2 separate regions of the Hordeum vulgare genome follow, and region 2 is linked to region 1. Evidence: chromatin contacts called from public Hi-C data. All regions are on one chromosome and are shown on one strand. Each heading gives the region's core, a stretch centred on a gene start, on an enhancer-like site or on the middle of the called end of the contact. The rest is flanking DNA. Distances are from core to core; before and after follow the strand shown.

What was found. A called contact is a pair of places that touch in the nucleus more often than the background predicts.
Region 2: a Hi-C map of seedling shows a contact between it and region 1, with 6 times the contacts expected there. The contact joins the promoter of LOC123443735 here to the promoter of LOC123443733 in region 1. A contact is called at or near these places in 4 of 6 Hi-C or Micro-C datasets (leaf and seedling) and 1 of 1 datasets of contacts at active chromatin or transcription factors (embryo).

Annotation. Positions count from the first base shown.
Region 1 is chr3H:320,223,691-320,229,972 of MorexV3_pseudomolecules_assembly, forward strand. LOC123443733 (chaperone protein dnaJ 49) reads left to right here and starts at 2,331. Exons shown (of 3, transcript XM_045120245.1): 1 at 2,331-2,471; 2 at 2,559-3,866. The coding sequence starts at 2,691. The coding sequence ends at 3,848.
Region 2 is chr3H:320,809,374-320,815,398 of MorexV3_pseudomolecules_assembly, forward strand. It overlaps LOC123443735 (casein kinase I-like), which reads left to right and starts at 1,825. Exons shown (of 13, transcript XM_045120248.1): 1 at 1,825-2,145; 2 at 2,272-2,312; 3 at 3,041-3,110; 4 at 3,201-3,349; 5 at 3,448-3,543; 6 at 3,642-3,712; 7 at 3,948-4,009; 8 at 4,159-4,222; 9 at 4,295-4,578; 10 at 4,678-4,760; 11 at 4,844-4,904; 12 at 5,364-5,503; 13 at 5,627-6,025. The coding sequence starts at 2,070. The coding sequence ends at 5,680.

The sequences.
Region 1 (6,282 bases), core at 1,081-3,580:
ATGAGTTTCCCACATGGTTTCATATCTAAAATGTTTAGGTAACCAGTCTTGCCTTGTTGCTCTACTATCCAACTTGGATCACAACTAAACTGCACAATGATCCGAACATGCAACCTATAAATGTCTCACCATCGCCCGTGCTAACATGAGCGACCAGTCTGGCGTTGCAAGCGCCCCATCCAAAGGAACTCTTTCTTTTCCCATGTCCATTATGTACCGGTGTATCCCAAATCCACCAGCTGACACAAGTCTGTAGCTTATTTGAAAGCTAGCATCTCTCTCCTTGGTCTCGGTCCAACGCTAACATTCTCCTCTGGTTTAAGTATTTCATTGTAATCCCCAAAGCAGAAGGAAGAGAAGATCCCCTTGTATGCCTTTCATAAGCTACCATGTTTTGTGCATGTCACTTATATTGGACTCCCCATATATGCACGTCAATCTCCACACAACCTTTCCCAGGATAGTAACCTTACCATCCATATGACTTCTTGAGTATATAATCAATTCAAAATCAACATTCTTCCAAAAATACCCAAGCCTCCACTTATCCCAACATTGTCAACATCAAAACACCTGTGATATCCCAGTGATCTTGTCAATCCTTCTATTCGCTTCCTATTAACCCGAGTTTCTATCACACATAATATTGCATAAAAAATAAATCATTTCTAAGGTTGCGAAGTTCTCGAATTGTCGTGGCATTGGCAAGTCCGTGATAATTCCAAAATAATGTACTCATTAGGCTTGGTCCTCCTCCTATAGGGAGGTCATCGATTGCATATTATCATCAATATTACTATCCATCTCTTCTCCTTAGCTTCTTCTTTTCCCTATCAAAACTTTCCCTGGTGTACCCAATACAGTGGCATCAACTAAGATAGGAGGTCCAACCTATATATTTAGTACTTCCTAGCAACCAAACTGGGTGGCACAGTTACTTCCTGTTGATCATGTGTATTAACAGTTCCATCTTGACACACAAGTCTTTTTTCGGACCCCTCGCAGGGCCGCTACATCAGTAGACCAAATTTTTTGTGTTGTGTATTCCATGTCCATTGTTTCATCACCTACTTTTGCTTTAGTGCCCATGTTTAGTCCACTTCCACCCCGTCCCCATCCTCCACGTCCTAGAGTCGTACATCCACCTCTCTCGCCACCACCTCTACCTCCACCTCTTCCTCAATTTCGTCCAACTACTCCATCAAAACTCCATAAGAGTCACTCTCCCCATTCATACTTCATATGATCATGTTTCATGTATGCCATCTCCGCATTCTTCCACCACATGTCCCATGAGTCCACAAAGATTACATAAATCAGGAAGCTTCTCATAGTAAAGTGGTACATATTTGTTCCCTTTAGAGTTACCAGCACAAATCGAACTAACGGAATGTTAGCATCACACACACTGTAGCTCTCAATTACTTTGACGTATTAATTATTCCTTCACTAACCACCATTGTTATAGGCGGTACACCAACCTTCTGCACTACCCCGTTCTGCAAGTTCTTTATTCCTCATCAAACCTTACAGGCCCCCTCGATTCTAGCCCATACCATGATTTTGTCAAGCTTGTAGTCGTTCACATCACTGAACCCATCATACTCCTATAAGACAACAATTGCAGTACGAAACAACCAAGGCTCTCCGTCCATCACCCTTTTCCAATCCCCAAATAATCTAAACTTGGCTATGAACAAGTTACTCCCCATTGTAACAACTCCGAGTGGCTAAAATTCCTCGTAGTGTGTACCTTGAATATGGCTAGCCAACGAACCTCTTTTACTAGCTCGTCAAGTTCACGAGAGAAATCAAGATTAGTTTGTTCCTCTCCACATAGATTTAGACCCTCGAACCTATCATTGAGATTAGGTATATGCCCCATGTATGATATTCTTCTTCCTCCTCATATCGCTCTTCCCTTTCTCTTCCTCCATCTACACCAGATCCCTCAACACTGGAGGATGATATCTGCACATCCTCATCTACCCTCCCGGTCTCCACTTCCCTCTTCGTTGCTGCCGCCCCGCGGTTCTGTCATTCAGATCAAGTCTTCAATTGTTCCTTGCTTCACGAACTCCCGCTCCGCGGCACACGTGCCGACTCAACGCGATGATATGGTTGACTCAAGTGAGAATCTCCAGAGTAGATGAAACCCTAGGTAAGCCCTAGGATATTTTTTAGTGTAATTTTTTTAACACAAAATCAACCCAGCTAACAAACACAGCCAAGGGAATTAAAATCCAGCAAACAAAAAACAAATATGGGCCGGCACAGTTGCTACAGGTGGGACCATCTCGCGTTGGGCCAATAGAGTCTGCACTCTTTTCCTTCACGCGTCGAAAAGGAAACAAAATTTCCAGCAAAAGAGGTTCGGGTCGTCGCGTCGTCGTTGCCCAATCCTCTCCCCATCTCCCCCACCTCTCCTGCTCCGCGCCGTTGCCGATCTGGCCCCAGTCAACTCCGGCGAGGTAAGAATATTTGTTCGTCCAATTCGTCTAGTCTTAGGGTTTCTGCGGAACTGTTCTTATGCTTTCTCTCCGGAACTACCTACTCAGATTGGATTGATTGGATTGAAGTAAACTGGACTGGAGCCGATCCGATCCGATCTGATCGGACTGTGCTGGCGTCTAGAGAAGCTTGAGGAGGGCTCGCTCGCTGTCGCGGGCCACAGATCTGCCGCGTCCGCCATGGATGGCAACAAGGACGACGCTGTCAAGGCCCTGCGCATCGGCAAGGACGCCCTCGACGCCGGGGATACCGCCCGCGCCCTCAAGTTTCTGTCTAAGGCCAAGCGGCTGGACCCCTTGCTCCCCATCGATCACCTCCTCAACCCGCTGCTCAACAAGGATGACCCGTCCTCCTCACCGGCCTCGTCATCATCGTCATCTGCCCCACATCCCCCACCGCCTCCGCCGTCGCGAACTGCAGCGACAGCAGCAGAACCAATCGGGGCTGACGGCTTGAGAGAAAGGAAGCAGAAGGGCAAGAAGAAGGATGGGGAGGAGGGCGGCGGTGATGCTGCTGGGTTGAGGACGTACACAGAGGAGCAGCTGGAGGTGGTCCACCAGATCAAGAAGCACACTAGGGATTATTACAAGATCCTGGGCCTCGAAAAGGACTGCACTGTCGAGGACGTGCGCAAGGCCTACCGCAAGCTCTCTCTCAAGGTGCACCCTGACAAGAACAAGGCCCCTGGTGCGGAGGACGCCTTTAAGGCTGTCTCCAAGGCCTTCCAGTGCCTCAGCGATGCAGAGAGCCGCAAGCGCTTCGATCTTGTTGGTTCTGAAGAGCCGCCGGCATACAACAGGAGGGCGGCATCCACTGCTCGTTCATACAATGGTTTCTACGAAGATGACATTGACCCGGATGAGATATTCAGGAACTTCTTCTTTGGTGGGATGGCTCCTGCCACCACCAGGCAGTTTGGGCAGTTTGGGACGTTTCATTTCAGGACTGGCGGGATGCATCATGCTCATGGTGCGCAGCAGGGTTCTGGTGGTTCAACTGTCCGTATGCTTGTCCAGCTGTTGCCTGTCCTGCTGCTTCTGTTGCTCAACTTCCTGCCATCCTCTGAGCCAGTCTACTCCCTATCCCGCTCCTACCCTTATGAGCACAAATTTCAAACCCAACGTGGAGTAACATACTATGTCAAGCTGCCTAATTTTGAGGATCAGTATCCACACCAGAGCACTGAGCGTACAACACTGGAGCGGCATGTTGAGAGGGATTACTACTCGATAATAACACAGAATTGTAGGGTTGAGCTGCAGCGTCGCCAATGGGGGCTAGCCTACCAGACACCACACTGTGATATGCTTCAGAAATTTGAGGCAACAGCACAGTAATTCTTCCGATGCCACAAGGTGTGGATTGACTCTCCCTGCACATTATTTTGCAGTAGCAATATACTACTATCATTAATACTCCTTCTGTGGTGCTTTGCAACCTTATTCTTGTATCTTGATATTTTTACTGTTCTGATGTAATAACCAACACTTTAAGGCCTTCTTTCCTAGTTCTATTCGGTCCTTGTTGTGGGTGCACACACATGGCAAGTGAATTTTCTGCTTTTCACCTGAATGTCCATTCAGTCTTGATTGTGAAAGAGATATAGTGGTAGATGTTATTTCATGCTAGTTAATGGACATCTCCATCCAACACATTAAGTATCTACTGAGTACTTGGCGGTACATAATTACGTAGCTACACAACTGAGTAACTGTAACTTGCTCTGACAGCTAGCAGCCTGTATGATGGACCGATAGATAATCGAACAATCATCTATGCATCCTGTTTCATATGGTTTTGATTAGTGGTTCTGATACTATTATCTGGATTTCAGTATAAAACTTATAGCCATGCTAAGGGCCAGTTCTTTTGGCAACTTAAAAAATAAGCCGCCTCATCCCCATCTTTTCCCATAAGCCGCCTCGCTTATTAGTTGGGGCTTCTAAACTTGTTATGGGATAACTAATTGAGAAGTCTCAACAAATTTAAAGGTGGCTTATTTTTTAAGCTAGGGAGAGGTAGCTTATTTTTCAAGCCGCCCAAAAGAACTGGCCCTAAGCCATGGAAGCTGTGCTATTACTAATGTATGCGTGCCTCTTTTCCTAGTTTTTGAAGAGTTACAGAAGTTCCACATATTCTAAGCTTTGTTTATCATATCTTCCTGACTATATCAATTGGTCTTATGCCCTATGCTTGATTTTTGTAACCAGTGGCATGCCCATAGGAAGCTGTCAGTCATTCTATATCTTCAGTCTAGCCATGTAACAGTGGCATGCCCATATTTGTTAAGCCTCTTGTTCTGGCTGTTTTTATTTTTATTTTTATAACCTCTACGTGCAGAATGGTACATTTGAGCGTTTGCATTGAACAGTTGCCTACATATGGAACCCCAACACTTGGCAGGTGTAGTGTGTCATTGTAGGATGCACCAGGCATGTTGTAGCAATGCGTTAAGTGTTAGTGTATGCATGCCTCAATTATATTGCTATCGAGTTTTAAGAAGTGATTTGATTATATTTTTCTGTTACAAAGTTGGCATGGGTAGTGATTACAGAATACTGAATGGGGTTAGTCTGTAGCAATTATATAACATCTTATAAAGACTTGAGTTCCATTTGACCTTCTGCCCTCTACCTTTTTTATGTTCCTTACAAAATGATCAACCCTTAGGATACATCAATCTGATTTTTTTTTTTGCTAACACATACTCCCTCCGTTCCAAAATATAAGGTGTATTAGCTTTTTCGAAAGTAGGGCTGGTTGCCATAGATAGATTGGATCATTCGTAACCTGAGCAATAACTGATGGTACTACAGCAATACCGGAAGAAACTACAGCTATACGTGGTGGCCCCACACGCAGCTTTGTTAATAAGCATCACCCTTCCTTTCTTTTCAAATGTTCCCCAGTCAATCCGCAGCTTATTCGATTCCTATTCTTATTGAACATCTGATATAGATGGTGGGAAAAACATGTGCATGTTTGACCAAGTTTTTAGAAAAAAGGTATCAATATCTACAGTACCAAATTTGTATCCCGAGATCCATCACGATAAGTATTTTCCTATTTTACTTATTTTGCATTGTAGATATCGAGATTTTATTCTATAATTTTGGTCAAACATACACAAGTTTGACTTGCACGGAAATTGATACACCTTATATTCTGGAACGGAGGGAGTACTAGGTAGCTGAAGGCAAATGGCCCATGTGTTGACTATCTGGGTGAAGTGTGATTTCGTTTTGTGCTTGGTTATTGTTAACTTGCTAGCTTGAAGAACAATTTCCTAAGTATGTGTAATTTGTGCACAATCTTGGACAATCATATGTTCTGTAAGCCTTGCTTAGGTACTTCCGAGCTGCCTCTAAGGCTCTTGCCTCTCAACATTGAGCTCTCTTTCTAGCTTCTCTCCTAGTCTGCTGCTCCTTCTCTATTGCTTCTACTACCCCGCTGCTGCCTCTCCTTCTCTGTCGTTTCTCCTCCGCCGCCTTTGCTGCTGCCGGAAGATGTTGATTTCTCAGCGGACTACCTTGCCGGCTGCCTAGGTCATCGGCTAGGACCTAAGCACCGTGGCTTGTCCGCTCTCCAGCGCCTATGCTAGTCTAGGCGAGCGCCCCTTGGAATCTTGATTGTATGAGATAACTTGATTTACTCAAATGACGTTAAGAAAGGTATTAGTTGCTCGGTGGGTGTTTTTGTAGTGTCTAGGTGTTCTGACTGGCCAGAGCAGCTTGGAGGGGCTTGGGCTGAAACCAGAAAGGGGAAGGGGAA
Region 2 (6,025 bases), core at 575-3,074, 590 kb after region 1:
CCAATATAATCGTGTTGTTATGCGCGCGTGGGATAGCCCAAATCATTGATGACATCCTTAAAAACGGGGCACAATCTGCATATTAATGGGACGTGCCAATGGAGGAATTGCCTCGAATCACGAATCGAGCTTTCATAAATGGTTAGTGGTCGTGACCTTTTGCTAAAAGTTGGCAGCCGAAGGCATTGTTCACACTCAAGCGGTTGACCTTCGAGGCTAAGTAGCACATACTGTTTGAAAATCGGGAAGTAATCGGTGGTCAAACTAGTACTGGCCGAACATAAAGGGGGAGAAGAACTCGCCCCGCAAGCCGGAGACTTTGTGCGCGTGAAGGTGCTAGGGATCTAGACCCCGACATTGAAGGTTAGTTTGGGGGCTACTCAGGAAGTCCGGGACTAAAGGGTCCTCGTGCCGCTGGTCTATCTCTTATAGGCCGGATAAGTGGGCCGCTATGTGGCTATTAGTGGAAGGCCGGGCTATAAGGTGACTCCATGTTCACGAAGGAAACCTCCGGTGCTTTGGCGTGTCCTCCAAGTCAAGATGGTAGAATCGACATGTTTATTCCCTCATGGCAACCGACCATGTGTAATCCTAGGCACCCCTGGTGTCTATATAAACCGGAGGGTTTAGTTCGTAGAGGGGTGGAGAACCATTATCCTACTCATCTAGGGTTTAGTTCATCTCATCCTGTGATAGATGACTATGTAATTGTCATACACACATCAATATAATCAAGCAGGACGTAGGGTTTTACCTCTCAGAGAGGGCCCGAACTTGGGTAAATATTGTCCGTGTGTTTCCTGTTCCCCATTGATCCAAGATCCACAGCCTCGGACCCTCTACCCGAGATGCGTCGGTTTTGACACGACAATGACGAAGGCGATACTTGGGCTCAAATTGGACGCACCGAGGTGTGTAGGGGATGATTCCAAAATTACCAAGTGAACCAATGCGGTCAACCAACCCACCTGATGATGTGGCACTAACCCAACCACGTTCATAGCTTGATATGTACAAAAGGACTGTTTTAAAGCGTATCTGCGTATATGAGGATCGTTTTGGAGCAATCGATGAGTGCAAGGACCGTCTTGTTATGTATCAGATACTACATGTATCATAGTTGTAATTATCTCAATACTGATAGATGTATCATCTACACACAAAAAATCATGATGGAATGACATTCCCGAGGTCTAAAGAACAAAATCTATGCTAAGGCTGGTCATAGTGGGGAGTATCATATAGTAGTATCATGCATATGATACTATTGTATGATACTTCCTCCGTCTCAAAATAAGTGTCTCGAGCTTAGTACAACTTTGTACTAGAGCTAGTATAAAGTTGAGACACTTATTTTGGGACGGAGGGAGTACTATCTTCATAGTGCATAGTATCATAAACTAGTATCATATGTGACCTTATTTATTGACATGCATGACATATAGTAGCATATCATTTAACATGTTACGGTATCTACCTATGTTACTCTAACCATCTCTTTTCTTTAATTGCCTGCCACATCAGCATGTTTGCTAGTCCCAATTACATGATACTAACTTAGTTACTCACACTATGGCCAATCTAAAAAGAATATTTTGGAATTCCTTTTGGAGCACACATTTTGTTTTTTCCCACACACCCACGAATTTCATTTCATCACTAAAATTTACACGCAGTTAGAAAACAAAGTAATGTTTGTTGTAAAAATATATTCTGAATTAATATTGGTTTCTTCCTATTTATTTCGGATTTTAGAATAGCATTTTCGTCACTTTCGCAGGTCCTAGTTGCGATGTTAATCTCTCACACCGGCACCTCCACTTTCCAAGAATTCTGTTTCAGCGGAGCGTGGTGGCTGGTGGGTGATGCTCGCGAAAGCAAAGCACCACCGCGAAAGCAAAGCACCACCACCCCACAACGAAAAAGAATATCCCCAATCCCACACTTCTATCCCCGCTCAAACCCTAGCTACCAATCTCCGCAATTCCTCCCTGGCTCAGGTTCCTCCGTAGCTGGATGCCCTCAACCTAGGCGGCGGCTCTGTGGCGTGTGTGCGTGCGCGGCCGCCGATGGAGCCGCGCGTGGGCAACAAGTACCGCCTCGGCCGCAAGCTCGGCAGCGGCTCGTTCGGGGAGATCTACCTCGGTTCGTGTGCTGTTTCCCCGCCTGAACAAACCGTTCTGATGCTAAAGCTCCCGCCTTTGTCCTCTTTCTGCTGGATTGCTGATTAAGTCGTCGGGTGTTTTCACTTTCTCTGGGTTGCCGGTGCAGGTACTAACGTGCAGACCAACGAGGAGGTCGCGATTAAGCTTGTGAGTTGATGCGTCAGTTCTCTTGGATTAAAGTATAGTTGTGTTTATGGTTTATAATCAGTGGCAGTATTGCTTTTAGTGCTAGTATTTTCTTTTTTGATATGGGTGCAAGTTTGATAATTGACGATTTTCTGAAAGAAATGGGCCCAAAGATTAGAGTGACAATCTTATATCTCACTCTTGCGGGAAGTACAATAACAAGAGTATATGTTCCCTGGCTGTTCTTCAGGCTTATGTTTCGCGAATTGGTAGCTCTCAGTCAAACTTCTTTACCAATCACTTCCATCTGCGCTTAAAGGGTAAATGGTGTGTACAGAAGCAAGAGTCATTGAAAACTATTTCCTAACAAGGACCACGGGTAGCTTTTATACGGACTGAGCCGTGTAAGCTCTCCTGCATTTGCTATCTTGCATTACTTCATTTTAGTTCCCAAGAATTAAACGTCAGAGAGAGTATCGAAAATAGAGGAGACGAAAAGTTGATAGATGGTGAATGCAGCCCAACCACCTCCATATCCTCTAGTGCATCAGCAAGATTGTACTTGTTTGCTTCAGTTCTGAAGTTCTAATTTTAGTCCCTTATTTGTGGCGTGCTTTGGAAAAATGTCGCTGCATTATTGGTGTCAGTATAATGGTTGTTATGATGCCATGCTTAGTCCATTTCTCCAAAACTATTGCAGGCTTTGTTCTGTTAAGACTGATAAGGCCTTATGATCTTGCTCTGTCCAGGAAAATGTGAAGACAAAGCATCCTCAGTTGCTGTATGAGTCAAAGTTGTACAGGGTACTGCAGGGCGGAAGTAATACCCGTTCATTTTCTTTCCTTTGACCATAAATATAATTTATTCTTTGCTGTTGTGATGCTGATACACACATTTTTGGTTGTGCAGCTGGGATTTCAAATGTCAAGTGGTTTGGTGTTGAGGGTGACTATAATGTTCTTGTTATGGATGTTTTGGGGCCAAGCCTTGAAGATCTTTTCAGCTTTTGCAACAGAAAATTGTCACTCAAAACTGTTCTGATGCTTGCTGATCAAATGGTATACTCAATAATAGAGATTAGCTAGTCCTTGACATTTTTGTTTTATTATTTGATGATTTTATCTGGTTAAATTCATTTAACTTCCATTTTTATTAGATAAACCGAGTTGAATTTATACATTCAAAGTCCTTCTTGCATCGAGATATTAAGCCAGACAATTTTCTCATGGGCCTTGGAAAGAGAGCAAATCAGGTCAGTCATATTTTGTGCTGTTCACCTGCCTACAGGTCTAGGAGTTATTTAGAATATTATGTATATGCGCTTATATCTTGTCCTTAATGTTCTTGTAGGTATATATGATTGATTTTGGACTAGCAAAGAAATACAGGGACACTTCAACACATCAACACATTCCATACCGGTATATCTAGGCTGATGGTTGAGTCAATTGTCATTTGCACGTCTGCATTAATTTATTTTAGTTGCTTTGGTAACGGCTGATGTTACTTTACTGGGCACCATAACAGGACTGTGTTTCTACATGAAATCGTATTGATGGCATAATAGATATATGTATTACCAAGCATCCTTCTCTTAATAAAGATTTTGTACTTGTCTACCTATAGCCTATATGACAAATGTGTATTGAAAAACAGGGAGAACAAAAATTTGACTGGGACAGCTCGATATGCGAGTGTAAGCACCCATCTTGGAATTGGTCAGTCCACTTCACAAGTTGAACATTAGATCCATTTATCTGTTATGCATATCTTTAAGTGCACCATGTTAACGTTTCTTCATTAAATCTCTCTTGCCTTTAAATGGACCATCTTGTTTAAAGAATAAAGGTTGATGCTTTTTAAATAGAACAAAGCAGAAGGGATGACATGGAGTCTCTTGGATATGTACTCATGTACTTCTTGAGAGGAAGGTTGGTCATGGAGCCTCATATCATTCTGTTTTTCTGTCATCTGGTGTGTTCTAACAGCCCCCCTGTTACCAGTCTCCCATGGCAGGGTTTAAAAGCCGGTACGAAGAAACAGAAGTATGAGAAAATCAGCGAACGGAAGATTGCCACTTCAATTGAGGTGATTCTCGTGCATTTTAAGTTCAATCATGACTTAACTAGTGTGTGTATTAATTGTTTTGTTCGATTTCAGGCTTTGTGTCGGGGATACCCTTCTGAATTTCAGTCATTCTTCCATTACTGCCGCTCGCTACGTTTTGAAGACAGTCCAGACTATCAATACCTTAAGAGATTGTTCAGAGATCTTTTTATTCGAGAGGGTTGGTTTTCTATTTATGTTACTAGATAAAGTTTTGCATCACAACATTTAAAAGGAATACTACTTTGGGACACTTCTCATTGGATATTTTTCTGTGTAGGATTCCAGTTTGATTATGTTTTTGACTGGACCATTCTTAAGTACCAGCAGTCACAAATGACCAGTGTTCCACCACGCGCTATTGTCAGTGCAGCTTAAAGTGGTAACCTTCTGCACTTGTCCGTGGAGATAAATATCTGATAAATGTTCATATTCTGTTGTTGTAGGCCGCCGCTGCAGGACAAAGCTCGGGGATGGCTCCCATTGCAAGTAATAATAGACTGTCAGGTAATCTTGTCATAGTAGTTTTTTTTTTCTTGCAACTAACATTGTCGCATTTTTGATAATTAGATTTCGTTATTTGAAGAAATAGTATAATGGTTTGATGTTTTGTGCAAAATTATATGCAACACCAATAATAGTAGTAATATAATATGCTTCCTCTGTCCAAAATTACTTGTCACTCAAACGGATGTATCTAGACGTATTTTAGTGCTAGATCATGCATTTGAGTGACAAGTAATTCGGGACAGAGGGAGTATGTAAGTAGGCAGGGTCATAAACTGTTTCTGGGACAGAGGGAGTATGTAAGTAGGCAGGGTCGTAAACTGTTTCCCTTTATAGGAGCACATCCTGTTTCAGGTGCATGTTCAGAACTACTCTTCTGTTGTTTTATTATTCCTTCAGCTAATCCATGGGCCGAGTAGGTTCTGTTAGGTTGGCTAACTGTCTCCTGAACTGATTTAGCCACTGAAGAAGGAAGAATAAGTGGGTGGTCAGCTGATCCTACACGAAGTCAGGTTCCACCTACAGGAATAAATGCAGGCAGCTTATCGAAACAGAAGTCACCAGTCAGACCAGATCTGTCCGCACCGAAGGAAGCTGTGGTGAGTTTGTTCTGCTTCATTTGTTTAGCATTGCTACCATGGTGTTCTTTGGGTGCCTGAAGGATCCTATTTATCCTTCTGCAATGTAATTTCTCAAACCTCGAATGACCTGTAGTTGTCCAGTTCGACTTTTTTGGGTCGGTCAGGCGTGTTCTCAAGGCGACCTGCTGTTTCTAGTAGCCGAGATTTGCCAAGCAGTGAAGCTGAACCATCGCGTAGTCGTGCACCAGATGTGAGTCCAGGGACATTCCAGAGAAACTCAGCTCCACGGAGGGCCTCACACACGCTTGACTACTCTGACCCCAGGCACAAGTCTATCAGCAACAACTACGAGTCCACTATAAGGGGCATCCAAGGCCTAAATTTCGATGCCAATGATAGGGGAGCGAGGCCATACAAGGCCTAAATTTCACTACCAGTATCTTCTTATGGATCCTACAAATCGTGTATAGTATATGATCTGCTGAAGTTAAATTGGGGAGCGAGGCCATACTTTCTGAACTACTTCACCATGTGATCCAC